3 separate regions of the Drosophila melanogaster genome follow, and all the other regions are linked to region 3. The links are chromatin contacts, called in public Hi-C and targeted proximity ligation maps. All regions are on one chromosome and are shown on one strand. The core of a region is the stretch at or near the end of the contact, and the rest is flanking DNA. Distances in the headings are between cores, read along the strand shown.

Region 1 (2,700 bases), core at 39-2,538, 72 kb before region 3:
CATTCTCTTTGCGCTGCTTCAGCTTCTGCTTGTCCCGCTTGCGTTCGCGTTCCTCCTTCTCTGAGCGGAGTTCTCCATCTAGGTCCTGCTGCCGCATCTTGTTGAAGTCGGGTTCATTTTTCTGCAAGTGTTCCTCGGAAGTGTCGTAGAATCCGTGGGCAGGTCGCTTTTCGAAGGGAATCTCGGCGTTGTAGTCTATTCCCTTGATCCGCTTGCGATTTCCGCTGCCAATTCCGGCGGCACGAAGTTCGCGCCGCTTTTGGAGAGTGGCCAGGCGGCGGGCTTCCTCCAGTTGCTTTTCGCGAGCCTTGCGCTTGGCTTTCTTGCCTTGCGTGTTGGCCAAGCGGGCGCGTGCCTCGGACAGCATTTCCAGCTCGTCCTCGTCCATGTCCTTGGGATCGGGCCGCGCCGGCTTGGTCTCTGGATTGGGGTCAATCTCTCCGGGCTTCAACTTGCGAGGATCATCCATCGTGTCCTCGCCATCCTCTTTGCGTTGGGCTTGGTCTCTGTACGGCAGGAAAGGGATCAGAAATTTTCTACTTAGTATGTTGTGCGTTGGACTCACAGCAAGTACTCATAGCGCTCCAGGCACTGGGCTGCCGTCCGTCCGATGATCGGGGCTATGGTGCGCCACTGCGTCGGCATCAGCTTGGCCAAGTGGAGCAGTTTCTCGTCCTCCTCACGGGACCACTCGGTCTTCTTGATGCTGGGATCCAGCCACTCGTACCACCTGGCCTTGCACTGCTTGGCGGACTTTCTGTGCAGGAGGGAGGCAATTCGACTCCACTGGTTCTTGCCATATTTCATAACCGCAGCTTTGAGGATTTCATCCTGGGAAAATGAAATCGGTAGCCAATGTAAGCCATGTGTGGTTAACCGATAGACTATTGGGATAATTACCTCCGTGTTGCGCCACACGCCGCCCTTGATCATTATTCGCGGCATTCTGGGGCCTTATGTTGCTTTCTGTCGCGTATACAATGGATTTTCACAATTTTCACTCGAGTCCACGAAACTCCGCTCTTTTTTTTGCAGTAGCCGCTAGCGATGGTTAGTCTTCGATAACAGCGATATCTCCAGCACGTTTTGGTATATTTATAGAACCTCTAGTTAAACTATTCTAGCTTAGTACAAAAAAATTTCATTATATTGTATTTAGTCTTCGTATACCGTTTGATTTAACTTCGGTCTTAATATTGGTAACTTAAATTATTCAATTTAATAAAGGGCCTATACACACGACATAACATAACGCGACAGTGTGACCGAATATAGTTGTGCAAACACCGCTGCCACACTGTGTACAGCAACAGCTGTTCGCTATCAGTTATTTTGTGATGAAAAGTTTTTTTTCTGCGTAATGCCAATTTTTGTGATGCGGAATTAAGAGGCGTGTGCCCAGGAAGCGGAAAACCGGCAACCGGCAACCGGAATCCGGCACCGGGAATCAACTGGACCAAGGAAGGCACCCACGATGAGCGATGCGACCTATCCGGGATATTACGGCGGCAACCAGGTGAGCAACCAGCGAGTACCTCTGGCCAGAAAAACACGCCGTGTGTCTTCCAGCTGCTCCCGTTGTCGCATCCGCATCCTACACATCCGCACCAAGACCTGTCGCTTTCCACGCCGGTTCACTCCTTGGAGCAGGACTCCAACTTCGGGGGATTCTTTGACGAAGAGCTGGTCATCGGATCGGGATCCGGATCTGCCTCCGCGTCTGCTGCAAACACCACCCCTTCTGGAACTACTTTGTGGCTGGCCGATGGCGGGAATCGATCACCTACTGAGGTGGCGGTGGAGTCCCAGCCCAATCAGGGCATTCCCTTTGTCCAGATCCACACCACCGACTTGCAGCAACCAGAGAAAAGCTACCGCAATGCCTTCCGCAGGCGTACAGCGGAAATTAAGTCGGAGGAACTAATCAAGTCGGAACTTGCGGAAGCGGCAGCCAAGGATCGCCTGAATGCCACGCCAACGCCACCAACTCGAAATTCCAGCTGCGCCAGCGTGGAGGGCAAGGCAATCATTCAGGAGGGTCCGCCTCTTATCCTGCGCTGTCCTAATTGTCCATTCTTAAGCCTCTGCCAGATGCGTCTTCAGCAACACCTTAGTCAGGGCAACTGCTATATGGAGCAGCACAGGAAACAGTGTCCAGGTGAGGCATAGTGCGCCTTCAATATGAGTGCTCTGCTGGAATGCTTCATCATATTTGCATTCACTTTTCACGTGTTTTTCGACAGGCTGCTCAAACATTTTCTACACCAGCGATGCGCTCAGCTTGCACCTCAGCTTGGACCATCAAATGGAGGACAGTGAGACACTTGCGCTTATGGGCAGAAAAGTCACTGAAGCACAAACTAAAAAGCAGACTCAGATGTCGCAGAGCCAAAATCGACCCAAGAGCCGCATCTTTATAAAAAGCGTAGATTGCCTAAGGGAGCCACTCCCGGATTTCCCGCCCTTAATGCCGGATAGCGGGTCCGCCGCTAACATTCTTGATCTGCTGGAAGGTGTGGCTGTAGGTGCATCGCCGACCGAACAGACAATGCCAACAGCACCTGCTGCGAATTTACCAGCTCCGCCGCCAAAGCCCATCCAGAAGATCTCCATCAAGAGCGTGGACGTGCTCAGGGAGACCGCTTTGCTGCCGTTCGACTTCCAGCTGCAGAACCATTCGGTCAATACGGACAATAGTCT
Region 2 (2,700 bases), core at 44-2,543, 100 kb before region 3:
GTTATCCAGTTGAAGTAGACAAAATTACTCAACCTATGTTTCTGCAAGCCACATGCGAGAGCTTCATGGGATTCTTCAAGGCCAAGTAGACCAACAGGGAGTAACCAACGATCATGGACAGCAAGTAGTAGATGATTAACTGGCCATAGTGGCTTTTACGGGCATCTCTCACAGATCCAAGTAGGGAGAGTATGAAAATGTTTATAATGATGGCTATAATACTGCCTAGAAGGGAACAAGAGTTAGAATCTCTTCGAAAGTATTCAAACAACACGACTCACAAATGGCGTAAATCCAAACCCGGTACCCCGTTTGAAAGCGTTCGCAGTTGAGCGGAGTGAGCTCCCACTGCTCCGGATTGTGCTCCAACGGGCTAAAGCAATACTCATCCGTTGACCACAGACGATTGTCCCGCCGCAGAGTTCCATTCTCGAAGAGGTCCCATTGCCAGAAGTTATCGTGCTTTTTGTCCACGAATTTGTTCCGGCAACCCAGCTCTGTGCGCACCACAAAACGATCGCGTATGCGTACTTGATCCACAGTCCTGTTAGCGTAGGTGAGCTCCACGTGAGTGGACTCGCGGACTTGGTGTGGCATTGTGCAGTTCCAGTGCTTGGCATCAAAGACGAGGTTCTCCGGACAACAGAAACTGATGCAGGGCTTCAGCAGACAGACGCAGCCGCGCAGATGTTTCTTGGCCCGGTACTCCACTCCATCGATCACCTTGAAGGAGTACTCCGCCATCAGATGCGGTGGGACCACTACTCCAGCGTATGAGTAGGAGCCATCCTTCATCCGCAGTCCATCCGTAATGTTGACCGTGTGGGCGTAGGCACAGGGATGGTTTATACTGGCGATCTCCACTGACTTTGCGCCCACGGAGAGCCAAATAATTAAAAGAATTATCAATGGCGAGACCATGGCTAACTGATCCACGCTTGTTGGATTTTTGGTCGATTCGTTCGTCGGCCTGACGTCACACGCTGTTCAGCTCGATAATTAAGTAAACAAATATGAGAAGCGATCGCCGTTCGCTTTGAGCAATGCACGCACACTCGCCGAGTCAGAAATCTGCACCAACAACAATGGAAACCCAAAATTGACAACGAATGTGACGCGGGTCTAAAAACGGCTGCGATTGCGACAACGACACCGACAACACCAAAAAGAACAACCATAAACATAAAAGTTTGGTGGAGAGTCTCTCCTAGCTAGTCGTCTTGCCTCTCTCTAAACGACAAACCGGCAACCGCAACGGAGCTCCATGCTGGCCAAGAATAAAAAACAGACTAACTGATTAGCCGTTCCCAAAACCAGACGCGACCACAAGCAGCTGGCAAAAAGAGCGATTGGGAAGACTCACAACCCGTCCCGCCCCTCCTCCTAGAAACCGGCGTGGAATCTCAACCAGCTCGGAACTTGCACATGCATACCTTAAGTTGTAAGCATATAATCCATTCGAGCCATTTCCAGACTTATCTTGAGATAGATATAAAAGTTAAGAATATTAGATTAGATTATTTCCATCCATTTTCTATAATTTATTGCCTTTGCGACCGTAAAGAAAATCCAATTTTTAACCGACAATCCAAATGGCCCAAACGAATTTACCACAGCTTTAGTTTTTAAATATTTAGGTGCATTTCCAGGCTATACAAAGTTTGTCTACATGTAGGTGTGTGACCTGGCTTGATATCGTTTACGGTCTTCAAGAATATTCGAAAAGATTCGTTGATTTTTGACAAACAGATCCGCTGAGGAAAAAACGACGTTCATTTTATCTTTGGCTTTATTAAGCTTGAAATACAATTATAATTCTTGTATTGTGTTTTACATTAGTTCAGAGATAATGCAGATATGGAGAATGGTACATTTATGCAAAGAGGGTATACAATCAACACCAATCTCGTTTTTAACAAGGCACATCTGTATGTTACGTATTTTTGCTGGATGTTTACCTTGGACTTAGGCTAATGGAGAATTACAAATTTGATCTCTCAGCTGGGTTCGGAGAACCTTACAATTTTGCTTGCATAAACAGTAGATATGGCTCTGCATAAATTTCTTATACAACTAATCAGGTTGTTCGTGGTCACATGGCATTAAAAAATGAAAGAGAATTGGGCGGGGTGGGGTGGGTAAGGGTTTTCGTGGTAGTTCTGGGGGATAGGGACTTTCTCTTATAGTAGTGTCTTTCATAAAGTTCTATCCGTATGTGGATGCTACTTCGCGAATTTATAGATATCGACTTTAAATGTTGATTACAGAATAATCTCATGATAGGAATATGTAGTCCTAAAATATGAATAAGTGATCTTTATCTACAGAAAGGAACGCAGTGTTCGCAATAATGCGAGGATCCGATCGAAATGAATATAAATGCGATTAGTCCTTCCTGATCTGCACGCATCCCGAGGTATTCAATGCTCTGCCTATGGCGGCAACTGCGAGTGCTGTGATCAGCGGAAGATGGTGGTTTTCTGAGGATCCACGCTCGAGCTGATCACTAGCGGCTTCTCCACCGATGGCTTCTCGTGCAGCGACAGATTGGCCACGCTGCTCGACGTGGTCTTGGTGGAGTACTGGCTCTGACGTTGGTTGCTGCCATCGCGAACACTCGAGCATCTGTGTTTGTGTGAAGTGGTGGAGTGGTTATGACGTCCATTGCGTGGGCAGCGTGGAATAGACAATGGCGGTAAA
Region 3 (2,700 bases), core at 179-2,678:
TTAAGTTAAATTTATCTCCATAAATAATTTATAGATAGTTTACAACCATCGTCTCGAACATAAATATCGCACAGATAAACAGAGCTTAAAATCTAACCTTTTAATTTAATTTATTACATTATCTACTCGGTCTAGACTTCATTAACTACCTCGTAAATTTATTGATTACTTCTTTTTACGGCGTTCTTAAAGGTTTAACAGTGGTTCGTGTCTATGCTATGCACTTAACAGTAGACTGAGATAGCTATAAAACTGAATGCACAGAAAAGGGATGCATAGATATGGCTGCTTGTGTGTTAGACAGAGAAATCCACGTCTCATGGAAGAGGGGAAGTTTGAATTTATGTACTTAACTCAATTTTCATTGGTTGTTGGCTTTACATAAGCAAAACTTTCTGAAGGAAGCCCTGCTTTGGGTTTCACCTTTGTCGCCGTGCGGCATATATGTAGGTGGTGTTCCCTCGTTCAGGTCAGCTTTGCAGTGCGTTTCATTTGGCGCAGATCCATCAACGTCAACGGACGTCCCACAAATTGAGGATGTTCGATGGAAGGCAAACAGGATATCGAGCTTAGACAAGAGTAGGCAAGAAACTGGTTTAAAGAAACCTGGCTACGGGTCTGAGATACGCCCTTTAAACGCTGTAATGATTTGGCATTACGTTTCTGTTAAAATGGTCAGATTTACATTTTCTTTATTGCTCACAAGTGCTAAACGATTAGGATGGTATAAAAAGAATCACCGGATTTCATGATTACGGCGACATGGGCTCGGGTGATGGATCGGATTCCACCTTAGCCGTGGGGTTCTCTTCTCTAATAGGCTCCTTCAGTTTGGACGACGTTATGCTTATTTCACTGGGCGACCAGGCTTGAATGGAGGCCATCACTGTGTTTGACACAAAAATCGGTTGGTAGATGTAGAGCAGAATGTCTCCGCTAACCCGAATGCGGTCTGGCTCCATTGATCCGACCTCCTGGCACTCGATCTCCACGGGCTTGGCCTGCTGCGAGAAGCGGTGCCGGTAGAAGCTGGACTCGCGTCTCTCGGCCGGAATCATCGACTGTGTCCGCGACCTTGTGTCCCCTATCGGCTGTTGGGAATCAACCGCCTGCATGCTTATCGTGGGCGAAAAGATATTGCTCTTGCGCTTCTCGCGCACCAGCTCCCGCCAGTCCAGAGCCACCTGCTTCACATAGGCGTAGTTGCTTTCGTCCACCAGAGCCGCCATGACGAAGCTGTTTATTTTAGGTAGTGTTAGGTCCCTTCAGCGGCCTCCAGGTGGTCCCGATAATGCCCCTATTCGTCGCCGTTGCCCTCCGGTTTCTAGATCATTATTATATACACACTTGATTTTGTAGCAAGTTCCCTAGACCATTTTAGGCAGATAATTTTGGGGAGAATGAAGTAAATTAACTGCAAACTAAGTTACATATATCAAGTCCAGGTTGCTATGTCTATAAAAGATCTTTAGCACCCGGAGGCACTTATAAGCGCTTTGACCATACATCTTTAGTGAGCTCAAAAGCTTCCAGCCTATTTTCAGCCTACATTTATCCTAGAAGCAAGCTACGAAATGTTGAATTAAAGCCAGAAATCGATTTTTTCTTTTTAATACTTTTTCTTTAATGTTTTTTTGTGTATAAATGATATTTTCTGTTTTGTATTTTTAATGCCAAGTGAAAGTTTTGAAAACGCACAAAGTATAGTATAAACCTTATAAGTATATTACAATGATCATCTGCCAGGAGTGAGTAAACCATAAACTAAGTCTAGGAATTCCAAACACGAACCTAAGAGATATTTTCGTTTTTTTTTTTTTTGTTGAATTTTTGTTTTCTTGCAAAATAAGTGTAAGGTTTATCCTATTAATATAATAGACATAAAACGTATGATGTGTGTTGGCTGAAGATTCGTTGTCTCCGCACTGATTGTGTATAGTTGCGTTGCGTATAAAAATATAAACTCTGATTCTTCATCGCTGTTCTGGTGAGCTCCATTGCTAGCTCCTTAGTGCTGTTGGCTTTTTAGCTTCTGTTTGCTTCGGTGCCTTGGATTCATACTCTCGTTTGGACTCCTCGACGGATCCTTTGTCATCTGCTGGTAGCTCCTCGTTCACAGTTCGCATTTGTAGGCACTTTAGTGTTTTTCAAACAAAAAAGTATACAAAAACGCCACTCAATTGATCATTGTGTTTGTATCATATTTACTGGGTAAGAATCTGGGGGACGATCCGCCCCTTTGTTCCTTTATGCGGCAGTTTACACGTGGCTGGGCATCGTCTGCTCCTCGCCTAAGTACATATTCAGCGTTCAATCGAACAGCAACCTAAACTCGTAGGAAATTAACCGAAATAACAAATACATCCTTACTATAAATTGCGTTCCTTTCGCGCTCGCTACCTAAATTAGACATATAAAATTGGGCTGCCTCTGGGTGTCGCACCTTTCGGAGGAGAGCGCTCTGTTCGGGATTGTAAAACCTCGAGCGCGGAAAACGCGCGCCACAGGCGAGCTCTTAGTGGCTCTGCCTAAGTGGCTGGTTGCGCTGGTTAACTCTAGTTACAGCTGTTAAATGCCTTAACATAACGTAACGGTAACCTACAACGATTAGCGGCCTGCTTAATTAGTCGCGCTCTGTCCTCAGATCGGAGGTGGTCCACGGATATAGCGGAGCTGCGGCGTGAAGCTCATGGACAGGTT

What was found. A called contact is a pair of places that touch in the nucleus more often than the background predicts.
Region 1: a contact with region 3 is called in a targeted proximity ligation map of the Kc167 cell line, with 5 times the contacts expected there. A contact is called at or near these places in 73 of 107 Hi-C or Micro-C datasets (the Clone 8 cell line, the D17-c3 cell line, the Kc167 cell line and 25 more) and 4 of 7 datasets of targeted methods (the Kc167 cell line and the S2 cell line).
Region 2: a Hi-C map of the Kc167 cell line shows a contact between it and region 3, with 2.2 times the contacts expected there. A contact is called at or near these places in 7 of 107 Hi-C or Micro-C datasets (the Clone 8 cell line, the Kc167 cell line, the ML-DmBG3-c2 cell line and 3 more) and 1 of 7 datasets of targeted methods (the Kc167 cell line).

The regions. Positions count from the first base shown.
Region 1 is chr3L:360,184-362,883 of dm6, forward strand. CG1233 reads left to right here and starts at 1,289. Exons shown (of 3, transcript NM_167833.2): 1 at 1,289-2,158; 2 at 2,244-2,700. The coding sequence starts at 2,092. Cdc5 (Cell division cycle 5) reads right to left here and starts at 1,200. Exons shown (of 4, transcript NM_138189.3): 1 at 901-1,200; 2 at 566-831; 3 at 1-506. The coding sequence starts at 945.
Region 2 is chr3L:331,016-333,715 of dm6, forward strand. mthl9 (methuselah-like 9) reads right to left here and starts at 1,294. Exons shown (of 7, transcript NM_138185.4): 1 at 282-1,294; 2 at 34-225. The coding sequence starts at 921. All of the region lies in intron 2 of Ptpmeg (Protein tyrosine phosphatase Meg), which reads left to right. It overlaps mthl10 (methuselah-like 10), which reads right to left. Exons shown (of 5, transcript NM_001274277.1): 5 at 1,786-2,625. The coding sequence ends at 2,460.
Region 3 is chr3L:432,478-435,177 of dm6, forward strand. It overlaps CG13891, which reads right to left and starts at 1,429. Exons shown (of 1, transcript NM_138192.2): 1 at 669-1,429. The coding sequence starts at 1,229. The coding sequence ends at 753. klar (klarsicht) reads right to left here. Exons shown (of 18, transcript NM_001043111.3): 18 at 1,606-2,700. The coding sequence ends at 2,641. It also overlaps sncRNA:438.